2 separate regions of the Oryctolagus cuniculus genome follow, and region 1 is linked to region 2. Evidence: chromatin contacts called from public Micro-C data. All regions are on one chromosome and are shown on one strand. Each heading gives the region's core, a stretch centred on a gene start, on an enhancer-like site or on the middle of the called end of the contact. The rest is flanking DNA. Distances are from core to core; before and after follow the strand shown. Region 1 overlaps CNNM2 (cyclin and CBS domain divalent metal cation transport mediator 2). Region 2 overlaps NT5C2 (5'-nucleotidase, cytosolic II).

The links. Hi-C and Micro-C count contacts between places; a contact is called where the count stands out from the background.
Region 1: a Micro-C map of ear pinna shows a contact between it and region 2, with 14 times the contacts expected there. The contact joins two enhancer-like sites. A contact is called at or near these places in 4 of 6 Hi-C or Micro-C datasets (ear pinna, embryonic fibroblasts, psoas muscle and 1 more).

What each region holds. Positions count from the first base shown.
Region 1 is chr15:26,913,453-26,919,851 of mOryCun1.1, reverse strand. CNNM2 (cyclin and CBS domain divalent metal cation transport mediator 2) reads left to right here. Exons shown (of 8, transcript XM_008270433.4): 7 at 973-1,157; 8 at 1,715-6,399. The coding sequence ends at 1,924. Among named protein-coding and RNA genes, the nearest start is that of CNNM2, 170 kb to the left of the region's middle. Within about 2 kb of position 3,156, at least 5 of the 8 cell types and tissues checked have an H3K27ac peak or open chromatin away from gene starts, as enhancers often do. A contact at or near this core is called in ear pinna, where this site is marked.
Region 2 is chr15:26,756,221-26,762,447 of mOryCun1.1, reverse strand. The region is part of intron 1 of NT5C2 (5'-nucleotidase, cytosolic II); the gene reads right to left. Among named protein-coding and RNA genes, the nearest start is that of INA, 29 kb to the right of the region's middle. Within about 2 kb of position 2,752, at least 2 of the 8 cell types and tissues checked have an H3K27ac peak or open chromatin away from gene starts, as enhancers often do. A contact at or near this core is called in ear pinna, where this site is marked.

The DNA.
Region 1 (6,399 bases), core at 1,907-4,406, 160 kb before region 2:
GTGCTTATGTTTTATTCTAAATGTCCTCTCAGCAAACAGAGTTACAAGGTCAGGTGGAACCTCGAGCAGCCTTCAGAATGAGAGACTTGGGGAGAGCTGAACTCCATTCTTTCTAGAAAGGGCTACTTCAGATAGCAAAGGAACAAGAGTGCCTTAAAGCCTGGCCTGTCGCTTGAAGTTAGGGCAGCCTTGGCCATGGCAGCACCCTTTCTCAAGGTGAGTGAGAGAGGACCACCTCTGGGGGAGCTTCTACCAGGGCTGCCCTGCAGAGAGGAGCTGTCCCGGGGCCTGCCACAGCCCTGAGCCTGTGCAGTGTGGCTGCCCCTAGTAACGGGCGCACCATCTAGTTGATGAGAAAAGCAAACGTGGAAGCCCCCTTGGGAAGGGAGTGGGTTTATTTTTAATGGAACTTAGGTTAGCAGCTACAGCAGTACTCCTCCCGAGCAAGACTAATGTGTTTGAATTTTTGTTCACTCAATTTTAATAAGAGTGCAAAATCTGATGAAAGAATCCGTTAGCACCCGGGATAACTTCAACTTTTCAAGGTCTTTTGACACCTCCTAGTGTTTGTGAATTCCTGAGACATCCTTGCGCTGTCTGGGGGATCTGACTGGGATCAGAGACGTAAGAAGTTTGGTTTGGCTGGGGGTGTGGCGTGAGCAGGCAGCAGTGTCCCAGCCCCGTGGAAGCGCGCACTGCCTGGCGAGTGGCCCCGGGAGCCTTTGCTTCTAGCAGGGCGGGGAAGCCCGGCCGCCTCCTGGCCCACGGCGGGCACGCAGAGCTGCTCCGGCTCGGCCTCGCGCTGGCCTCGGCTTCGTGGGCGGCCTCGCACCGGAAGTGGGCGTCCCCTGGCGCTGAGCGGGGGCGCGAGGACTGGGCTTGCGTGGAAGCTCTTGCTTGAAAAATACGAAGAGCTGACTCTGTCGACGATGTCTGCTTCGGCTAACAGGTGGTTCTTCCCCTCTGGTCTAGGTGAAAACAAGTCACCTCCCCGCCCGTGTGGCCTGAATCACTCGGACTCGCTCAGCCGCAGTGACCGGATGGAGGCGGTGACCCCGACGCTGGGGAGTGGCAATAACCAGCTGGGCTCCTCGTTCCTGCAAGTCTACGTCCCCGACTACTCCGTGCGAGCCCTTTCTGACCTGCAGTTTGTCAAGGTGAGGGAGGAGGCTGGGCCCGCAGGGGCCGCCCTGCCCACAGCGAGGTGGGTGTGTGGCGCCCCGGCCGCTGCACGGAGCTCTCCCGTGATTACTTTGGGGGTGCCGCGAGGCTGGGAGAAACACGCATCTCCTTGGCTTTCCCGGATGAACGTCCAAACCACACGTGGCACCTGCAGGGAAGGGGCGGGGACGGGGAGGAAGACCAAGGCTCCTCAGGTCTCGAGCTCATGGTGCCCTGGCAGGACCGGGGTGGGAGGCGCCCCTCTCCTCCGTCGAGTTGGGAAACAAGCCGGCTTTAGCTGGTGGAACCCATCTCCATTTTCTGGTCTCTGAGCTTCTGAGACACAGTGGGAAATGGGTGCCAAAAGGAAGACGCGACTTTGTTCGCCAGAGTCAACTTGGACTTCAGAGGCGGCTCCGTGTGTCCTCCAGGATGGCTTCCTCCCGAGAAGCGGCCGCGGGCGACTCGGGGAGTGAATGTGTGGCTCCGCGGAGACAGGGACCCTAAACTAAGCGCCTCTCGGTTTGTTTTCTGTGCTGTGTTCCGGCCCCAGATCTCCAGACAGCAATACCAAAACGCCCTGATGGCTTCCCGCATGGACAGAACCCCTCAGTCCTCGGACAGTGAGAACACTAAGGTTGAATTGACTCTTACCGAGCTGCATGACGGGTTGCCCGACGAGACGGCCAACCTGCTCACCGAGCAGAACTGTGTGGCGCACAGCAAGGCCAACCACAGCCTGCACGGCGAGGGCGCCATCTAGCGGCGGGGCCGGCCCGGCCTGCCCGTGACTTGGTCAGTGGGAACCTGTGTGCCGCGCTGCAGCCCGCGCCATTCCGAGACCAAAGACTTCGTCCCCTCGCCGGAAGCGGAGGAGGAGGCCGACGGCCAGGGGAGGGATGGACGGCCGAGACGCGAGAGCCGCAGCCGGGGCGCGGCGGCCACGGGGCTGCGGAGGAACTGCTGCCCGGATAGAATCACGTTTATTTTTTCAGCTGTACCTTTTACCATTATTCACTGTCCTCCTCCCTCGAGTTGCATGAAGTTGAAAATGGTTGCGATTTATTTTTTCAAGAGATCATGTTTTTTTTAAAGTGTCTTTTGCAGCGTTTTGAGTTGTTCTGTCGGAACTCTGCTGTGAGCCCTGACGGGACCCTGAGAGCGCGGACTGGCCGGCCCGGCCCTCCTCTTCCTCTGTGCCCCAGCGGGTGTCGCTGTCGAACTTGATGGCCCAATGAAGCAAACCTGTCACTGCAGACGCTGCCAGTCTCTGGTCACTGTGGGGTGTGGTCCGGCAGGGCCCTGCTGCGCTCAGAGCCCGCGTGGTTCTGAGCTGGACGCGGGGCGCTCCCCTTTCCCGCACAGGGCGCAGCGTTGGCCTGCGGGATGTGGCTTTGCTCCTCCCACCCTAAGGAATTTTTTCCACCGAAATGAATGCTAATGAATCTTAAACCCAGGGTTTATCATTGGCAAGGGGCCGCTTGACTTCATCCCCGCATTCCGCCCTCCCCCGGGGCAACCCAGGACGCTGCTACACAGATGCCAAACGCAAACCTCCCCAGGGTTTCGCGGGGCGGGCGGGTCCGGAGAAGCTCCGCCCTGCGCCCAGGGGCGCTGCTGGACCTGGGGCTTGCCAGCCTGCCTTCCTCAGCGGTCCTCTCTCCGGTGCCCCTGGGCCCAGGCCTGCGTGCCCGCCTCCTCGGTTACAGCCAGAGAGGCTGCCTGTGTGGCCAGCAGGGCTGGTTCGGCCCCAGACAGGAGCTGAGAAACCAAAAGTGCGCTGTGGGCGCGCCCGGGCTCGTTGTGCGTGGGAACCGGAGCCTTAGCGGTGCTGGGTGTGCGCGCCGCCTCCCCGGCCCCAGCTGGCAGACGGCGGCCTCCCGGGCCCCTTGGTCCGAGGTGCAGTATCGCTCTGGGAGGCGCCAGGCCCTTAGGGAAGGACCAGCCTCTCTCGGTGACCTGCGGGACCCCCGCTGTGAGGCTCCCCGGGCAAGTGAAGCGGTCACTTCCTAACACGCCTCTGGCTGAGCGCAGGCCAGTGTGAGGAGGGTGCCACGGGCGGTCTCGCCCCTAACACCTGCCCGCCCCCGCCTCGTTCCCCGCCGCCGTGCTGGGCAGCCAGGTCCCCGGCCCCCAGGAGCTGTCCTCACGGCCTCTCCCGGCCGCCTCTCTATGCGCTCCCCTAGCGGAAGGAGCCTCTGGAATCAGTCCACGCACTGGGGCGCCTTTGTAATCCCCGGGGAGGAGGAGTCCGCGCAGGGTACCCGCTGACGCCCTCTGCTGGCGGGAGACGGCACCTTTCTCCCTCTGCCCCGCAAAGCCGCCTCTCAGAGGAGCCCAGCGGCGGCAGGTGGCCTTTCCAAGGCCGGCGTCTGCTCCGGGTGGGGGGAGGGCCAGGCCCCATGCCCTCTCTGGAAACCTCCAGAGTGCTTGAGCGGGGAGGAGCGGCGTGGGGGCCTGGGCCCTTGGTGTCTGCGAGGCTGAGCGGGGAGCTGCCGCCTAGGCCCAGGTCCTGGTGGCCTCTCTTCTGCGGTGGCCTCTGTGGGCACGGGCGGGGCCGCCTCTCCTGCACAGCCACTCGGGCGTCCTGGAGGCTCCCTGGGACCTGGGGTCCTAGTTCCAGGTGTTCCCGAGACGCTGTTCGCCTCTTGCGTCTTTTTTCCAATCAGGGGCTTGCCCCTCCTGTCGGCAAGTGCCCTTCCGTCCCGAACCAGGTCCAGGATCGTTTGTTAAACTCTGGGGAAGACAACAGCTTAAGGTTTGTGTGTGTGACATTGGGGCGCTTAATGGTCTTGCTCAGTGGGAATGTGAGAGGGGCCCTGTCCAGGTGTTCCCCCCGCCCGCGGGGAGGGAGCAGCACCTGTTTCCCGTTCCCGGTGTTATTTCAAGGAACTTTGGTGCAGATGTTGATGCGGACAGTCACTGCCTTGCTGCCCGCCCCCCAGTACCAGGCAGGACCAGTGGAGATGGGGAGCTACAAATAGAACTGCGTTTTCCTTAGGAAATGGAGCAATGAGAATTTGAGCTCAGCAGGGCCCGCGAGCTGTCCTCAGGCTGTTGGAGCGGGCCCTGGCGGGTGACCTCCGCCGCCTCTGGCACCTTCTGACGGCCAACCAGGAATCAGTGCTGTCCTTGCCGTGCCGGGCCCAGGGTCGAGGTCTCTGGCAACCAAGGGTCCAACACTGTTCCGCAGGGGTGACCCCAGGCAGAGCACCCTAGCCCGGCACAGGGAGCTTCAGGCAGGAGGAGACCAGGGAGGGCTGCCTTTGGGTGCTGTGCTCCAGGCCCACCCTCCCCATGCCATGCTGCCTTAGTCGGGCCGACCGACGACCGGGCAGGGGGTTGAGGGCAGGGCGGGGGCTGGGAGGCTGCGGGGCGCCAGTACTGGCTTCCCTGCTTGGGAGAGCCGGCCTCGTCCTGAGCCCCTGAGCCGGCCGCGCCCGCTCTGGGCCAGCGGTGCTTCTGTGCGGCAGGGGATTGGGTGAGCTGTAGGTTACCCCAGAATCAGAGATGCAGGGAATGTTGAATACGCGAATGGGCTGGAATTCAGGAGCTCCTGGTGAGAATTTCTCAACGAGCAACCTAGTCAGCGGGTTTTTGTACCTCAGGGCCGTTTGCACGTCTTTATCGTACGTCTGTAAACCTCGTGTCTGGGGCTGAGATGAGTGAGGGGCCAGTGGTGCGCGAGGCGGAGCGGAGGCTGACGCGGGGTTGGGGGGCCGCCATCCTTGAGTTTTGTGTGAGCTGTGGGCTTTCCTCTGCCTCCCGCTCAGCGCCGGGGGCCGGGCGGCAGCATCCATAGGCCCTGTCCCTGCCTCCGTCTGACACCTGCGCTTGGCCCAGCTCAAGGCCGCTTCCTCTCTCTCCGCTGGAGCTGCTGGGGTCGTCTCAGCTGGAATCGCTAAGTAGCTGTTGAGGGCTGTGCTTCAAGCAAGACAGGGAATGAGAGGTTTCAGCGGAGAGAGCGCAGCTCTGTGTGTGTGTGTGTGTGTCGGCCTCAGATCCAGCCCGTGCTGGGACAGAGCAGCGTTTCCGGGTTTCCGTGTCCACTGAGGCCAGAGCAGGTGGGCAGAACTTGGGGTTCTGTCTTGCCTTGGCCCACATCTCATTCACATGGAGTCTCTGAGGGAGGGACTCTCGGGCCAGGATTCGCTGGCACAGTCCCCTGAAGCCGTGTGTCAGGCGGGCCAGGTGGCGGGCTGCTCTCACGCAGGGAAGTTGGGGCGCGCGCGGGCTCTGGCTTCGCACCCCCCAGGGCCCAGCCCCGCTCGTGCGTCCTCGCGCCCCCGCGCCCCGTGGTCTGAAGTGCGCTCTGAAGGCGGAGTTTGGCGGTCCGGTGACTTCCCTGTTCCTAGAGTCTTAAGTCCACGAGTATATATGCTTTATTTTATATTATTTATTATGTACATAGGCCTCTCCCGGTACTGCGTCATCTGTGGTAAAGCCCCCACGCGTGGAGCCCGCGGTTCCACGCCCCTCAAGCCCAGGGGCAGGGCGGTGGCGCGTGGGTCTTACTGACAGGTTGCTGCTCTGACGTTGGCGCCGGCATCTGCGCCCCCTCGCGTTAGGCCCGCCTCTTCCTGGTGACCAGTGTCGGGAGGTGGCTGGCGGTGGTCTCCGACCTTGTGCAGAGGCTCGTGGGTCCCTCCATGAAGCGTTTCAGAGGCGCTCTGGGTGCCCGGGCCTCGTCCCCTGTGCACTGGTGCCGTTGTGGCTGTGAGACCGGCTCCGCCTTCCTCACTCGGCCCTCCCCGAGCCCAGAAAGCGGCCTCTGCCTCTCCCTTCAGGCTGCAGAATGTGAGTCTGGACCTCGGACGCTGCCTGCCCACGTGGGCTGTTCTATGCCTTTTCTTGGTTTTGAGGTGCAGTGCCAACTCTGTCTTGGCCCTCAGATCAGCCCTGCCTTGCGTCTGGCGTCACCGTCCGCAGCCCTCGCGCTGTATCATAGTGTTCGCTGCAAGCATTTGGCGCTTCCTGAACACAGCATTCAGAGCTGTGGACGCAAACCCAGGGAAGCAGATGCCACAGATGGGGCTCGTCAGCTGCTTGTCACGATGAATGCGTTTTATAACTCGAATGATGTTGTAGATTTACAGTCTTATTTATTTTGTACCAATTTATTTGTAAATTCTGTGATTGTTTTTAAGAGGTTTTATTTGTTCTGCTGAGATAAATGATGATTTTTCTGCTCACCCTTCTAGCAGACGTGTGTTCCCTCTTTGCCCTTCCTCTGTGTCG
Region 2 (6,227 bases), core at 1,503-4,002:
TGGGTCAGGCTGAAGCCAGGAGCCAGGAACTCCCTCTGGGTCTCCCATATGAATGCAAGGACCAGAGTACTTGAGCCATCACCAGCTGCCCAGGATAGGCAACAGCATGAGGCTGGATGGCAAGCAGAGCCAGGACTCAAACTCAGGCCCTCGGATAGGATGCAGGCATCCCACATGGCAGCTTAACTGTTGTACCACGACACCTGCCCCAACTCTGTGGAATTCTATGCAATTCTGTCTACTTTGGGACTATTCCAAATTTACCATTTCAAGTTTAATAATACAGAGAGAAATCTTTAGGTTGGAGATAAAGATTTCCTTTTATTACCAGCAACAATACAGAGTACCAGTGTTCAGTGAGCCTCTACTTTTTGCTAGGCACTTGCTGGGCCCTCATCTGCCATGTGTTATGATTCCATGGTAACTCCCATTTTACTGAGGCTCAGAGATGCCAAGCGTCTGGAATAGCAATCGGTATATGTCAGACTGTGTGAACTAGGACAAAGAGAACGAAAAGAAGAGAAAAGGACCAGAGAAGAAAAAGCATGACTACTGACATTTGGGAATAGGGAGATCTCCCAAAAAACAGACAGCAGGGAGACTGCCCTGCAAACAATGGAAGAACGGAGATTCACGTAGAAACTTAGCTGTGTCAGACGCCATACCAAGTGCAAACAGCAACTGAAAACTGCCCACCGTGTTTTGCAATGAGGCTGCTGCAAGGAGGCCTGGGCAGGCGCCACAGGAGGGGCAGGGCCACAACAGGCTGAGTCACGGGTGGCACGCAGGGCCTCCTTTCTTGGGAAGCCATGCTCTGAAGAGCACTTGCAAGACTGCTGGGGTCTGGAAGAGGAATCCAGGGCAACCATGACATCAGAGAGCTGTGAGCTGGTGTCGGGGAAGTGAGCCAGCTGAAGGCAAGGAAGCTCTGGCCAGAGACCGGTGTGCCGGCATTTCTGGGCTGCGGCAGCCATGACAAGGTCCAGGGTGTGCCTCGCTGAAGTGGCATTTACATCACTGGAGTTTGAAGGTCAGAGATTCCAAAACCGATAATCCTTAGGAAGAGGTCTAGGGTGCAGAGAACGTTAGGCAGGTTCCAGCCTCAAACAGATCAAAAGGAAGCCGCTCCTTGACCTCCCACCACAGATACATTCTGGGACTTTCAAAGGTCAGACGTTTGGCCAAGTGGTTGAGATGCCAGTTAAGACTATGCATTCCATTTGGGAGTACCTGGGTTCAACTCTTGGCTCCACTCACCACTCCAGCTTCTTGCTCATGTGCACCCGAGGAGACAGCAAGTGATGGCTGTCCACGAGTTGGATCCCAGCCACCTGCATTGAGTTCTCAGCTCTCTTTCTCTCTCTCTCTCTCTGCCTCTGTGTAACTGTGCCTTTCAAGTAAATAAACAAATCTTTAAAAAAATAAAAAAAATTATAAATTAAGTATATCTAAGTCTTAACACATAGCTAACCAAACACCTCTTACCAAAATATAGACCCAGAGCTTCCAAAGAGAAGACCAAGCATTAGACCTAGTCACAGACTGTGAAGCTGGAGCCTGTGTGATAAATGTATGTGTCAGCTACACAATGAGTCTAATCTATTTGTATGATTTAGACTGGGACCCTGTCTCCAATCATTCACTCACTCAACAAACATACATTAAATGCCTTCTTCCTGGGACCAGCACCGTGGCATATCGAGTTAAGCCACTGTCTGAGCGCCAGCATCCCATATGAGCACCAGTTTGGGTCCCAGCTTTTCCACTTCTGATCCAGTTCCCTGATGCCCCAGGAAAGCAGAGGAAGATGGCCCAGGTGGTTGGGCCACTGTATCCATACACCATTATGGCCACTTGGAAAGTGAACCAGCAGATGGAAGATCTCTCTCTGCCTCTCTCTCTGTAACTCTGCCTTTCAAATACAATAAATAATCTTTTTTAAAAAATAAAATCCTTCTTCCTGCAAAGTATTTTGGGGTGTGTGTGAAAGAATGAAACACCCATCCGGTGCAGCTCACAAGGGAAGGAGTCAGATGAGCAAGTCCAGCACAAGACAGTGGGATTGGCTGGACAGGGCAGGGGAAGTGGCACAGAGGAGCTGGCCCGAGAAACAAGTGTCCTCTGGGAAGTGTCAGAAGGGAATGCTGGGAAGGACCCAAGGAAGGCAGGCTGGTGCACGTAGCTCCCGGTCGTGGTCGGGAAACTGGACGCCCTGCCTCGGCAGAGCAGCCTCTGCAGTCGCACAACAATCAGCCACGCCGTCACCCAGTGCAGGTGCCCAGGTCCTGCCGGCTGTTGATCCAGTAGTTCTGTGGTCCAGGAACCTGTCCTCACTGATTCTGAGGAAGGTGGTCCCCAGGCCCGGGCAAGCGCACAGGGTGCTCGCTGGCAGTAAGGATAGGGCTGTGATCGGGGAGCTGTTCTGTGCTAAGGAACCAAGGGCTCAGTTTACAAGCGCCTTCCCAGAAAGTCCAGGCTGAGGCGGTACTGATGGGGTCCTGGGGAGGGAGAGGGTCTCCACTTCCAGGCAAGACACCAGGGGTCTCTTCATACCAAGAGATCACAGCAAGGGCCCTGCAAGTGGTGCCCGCTCATGAGCTGGGGGCTGCCAGGACACCCCCAGGCTCCCAGGAGACAGATTCCCCCAAGAGACGAATGGTGTGGTCCTCATCACAGCCATGGAAGCCACACCCCACCCCAGGGACTGCGTAAATCCAGGCCCAGGACACTGCTGAGTCATCCCACAGGAACCAGCTCGCCACGGCCCCCAGGGCTCTGTTTCACAAGCCGCTGCTGGCTTTCCTGTGGTTTCCAGGCCGAGGAAGGAGAAAGAATAAATATTAACCAAAGGCACAGCAATGGCAAGGTGCCCGGGACCCTTCGTCTCCCCGCCCTCCCTTCACCCCCGCCCCAGAGGCCAGAGGCCAAACAGAGTGCTGGTCTCCCAGGTTCTCTGGGCCACTCCTACAGGAAGAGGGCGGAGGTGGGCGGCGCCCAGGCTGCGGTGGACAGGTGACGGCCTGTCCTCCTGGGGAGGGCCCCGGAGCTGGCCTGACTCCCTCCTGGCGGGGGAGGGGGACTCTCACCAGCCACACAGGCCTCTCAGGATCACAGCCTGGTTGACTGACAGGAGGAGGTGACTGTGCGGAGAACTGTTCCCTTTCTTGGGCTTTGGCTTCCTCCTCTGAAACGATGGAGCTGGATTCCAAGAGCCTCCTCTCCCATGGGCCCAGCTGGCCAGGGCTTCGTACAGGAGGGCCAGGGCTGTGTCCTGAGCACCCTACCGTGTGCAGGAATAACAGCAGCCATGACCATGGGCCAGGCACTGTGCTGTGCTGAGCATTTTACATTTATAATTATCTCATTCACTCATCACAACAACCCCATGAAGTAAGAACTATTATTATCTTTATTCCACAAATAAAAAAAAAAAAATGGAGGCTGGGAGAGATTAAGTAACACGCCCAAGAAAGTGCAGCTGGTCACGCTCCGGGTCAGTCAGCTTGAAGCACTTGGGCTTCCCTCGTGGTCACACTCCACGTGCCAGCTAGCCAGGCCCCTGCTGCGCGGCTGCCAGCCCTCCCTGGGGTTGGGGGTGGGGGATGGGGTAGGCACTGACCAAGTGAAGGAATTACTTGCTGAATGGGAATAATACGGAACCTACTTCAATTGGAAGTTGTAAGAATTAAACGCACGGGCGCTGGGTTCTAGCTCTGGTTGCTCCTCTTCCAGTCCAGCTCTCTGCTGTGGCCCGGGAAGGCAGTGGAGGATGGCCCAAGTGCTTGAGCCCCTGCACCTGCAAGGGAGACTAGGAGGAAGCACCTGGCTCCTGGCTTCGGATGGGCACAGTGCTGGCCGTGGTGACCATTTGGGGGGTGAACCAACAGAAGGATGACCTTTCTCTCTGTCTCTCTCTCTCACTAACTCTATCTGTCAAATAAAAAAAGAAAAAGAATTAAATGCATAATAGGTCTGTAAGTACTTGGAAAAGGCCACTACTAACATTAAGTATTGTTCTTAAATGTTACATAGTAGTTGTCATTTAAAAAAAATTGAGGTAATACTGGGAAGGGCATTTGGCACAGTGGTTCGGATGCCACTTGGGATGCTGGTATCCCGTATCAGAGTGCCTAGATACAGCTTCTTGCTAATGCACACCAAGGGAAGGCAGCAGGTGACGGCTGAAGTACTTGATGCCAAGGCTGACCTCTGTCTGTCTGTCTCCCTCGCTCAGTGTCTCTGCCTTCCAAGTAAAATAAATTCTTTTAAAAAATTAAAAATTGTGGTAACACACTATGTAAAATTAATATTTTAACCACTATTTTTTTAAAGATTCATTTATTTATTTGAAAGTCAGAGTTACACAGAGAAAGGAAAGGCAGAGAGAGGTCTGCCATCCACTGGTTCACTCTCCAGTTGGCCACAACGGCCGGAGCTGCACCGATCTGAAGCCAGGAGCTGGGAGCTTCCTCCAGGTCTCCCACATGGGTGCAGGGTCCAAGGACTTGGGCCATCTTCCACTGCTTTCCCAGGCCATAGCAGAGAGCGGATTGGAAGTGGCGCAGCTGGGTCTCGAACCGGCACCCACATGGGATGCCGGTGCTTCAGGCCAGGGTATTAACCCTCTGCGCCACAGTGCCGGCCCCTTAACCACTATTTTTGAAAGATGTATTTGATTTGAAAGACAGAAAGAGCTCTTCCATAGGCTTGGTTCACTCCTTCAAATGTCAAATGTCAGCAACAGCTCAGGCTGGGCTGGGCTGGGCCAGGCCAAAGCTGAGATCCAGGAACTCCATCTGGTTCTCCCACAACGGTGGGAGGAACCCAGTTATTTGGATCATTGTCTGCTGTCTCCCTAGCACATTAGCAGGATTTTTTAAAAAGATTTATTTATTGAGGCTGGCGCTGTGGTGCAGCGGGTTGATGCCTTGGCCTGAAGTGCCGGCATCCCATGTAGGCGCTGGTTCGAGATCTGGTTGCTCCGCTTCTGATCCAGCTCTCTGCTATGGCCTGGGAAAGCAGTAGAAGATGGCCCAAGTCTTTGGGTCCCTGCACCTGTGTGGGAGACCCGGAGGAAGCTCCTGGCTCCTGGCTCCGGATTAGTGCAGCTCTGACTGTTGTGGCCAGTTTTGGAGTGAACCATTGGATTGAAGACCTCTCTCTCTCTCTTTCTGTGACTATGACTTTCGAATAAATAAATAAATCTTTAAAAAAATAAATAAAAGATTTATTTATTTATTTGAAGGGCAGAGTTATAGAGAAGCAGAGGCAGAGAAAGAGGTCTTCCATCCGCTGGTTCACTCCCCAAATGGCTGAGCCAATCCAAAGCTAGGAGCCAGGAGCTTCTTCCAGATTTCCCACACAGGGGCAGGGGCCCAAACATTGGGACATCTTCCACTGCTGAGACAAACGCCTGCCCCCAAAAGTCTATAGGAGCTTGATTAATTCACTTAAAACCTCTCCACTCCAGGCCGATGGTATTAACACATGCTTTGAGAACTGAATGAGATCACTGAGGGACAAATATTTTGCAACTGCCATCATAATACTCCCAAAACATCAGATTGCTGGGTGGGCATGCTTCTGGTAGTCATTTTCAAGGTCTTAGTCCAGCCCTGGGCACCAACTAGGAAACTGAGAAACTGAATTCTCAATGAACTGCTTAAGCCAGAAGCAGTTGGGCCACACTGCCCCCTGGCGGTGGTCACAAAGTGCGCAGCAGCTCTGGCTTCCTGGATGCTCCCAAGTGTCAGGATGGAAACCTGGAAACTCAGTCTCCTCTCTAGGCTCTTAATTTTTCCTTTTTTTTTTTTTTTTCTTAAGATTTATTTATGTATTTGAAGGGCAGAGTTACAGAGAGGCAGAGACAGAGGCAGAGAAAGAGAGAGTCTTCCATCCACTGGTTCACTCCCCAAATGGCCTTGATGGTTGGAGTTGGTCTGCTCTGAAGCCAGGAGCCAAGAGTTTCTTCCAGGTCTCCCACATGGGTGCAGGGGCCCAAGGACCTGGGCCATCTTCTACTGCTTTCCCAGGCCCTAGCTGAGAGCTGGATCGGAAGTGGAGCAGCCGAACTCAAACTGGCGCCCATATGGGATGCTGGCACTGCATGCAGCGGCTTTACCTACTATGCCACAGTGCAGGCCCTTAACTTTTCCTCTTACTTCCCTTGCTCCTTCTGTTCCAATTTCGAAAACTCCAAATCTCCTTACTATCGGCTCAAATCCCAC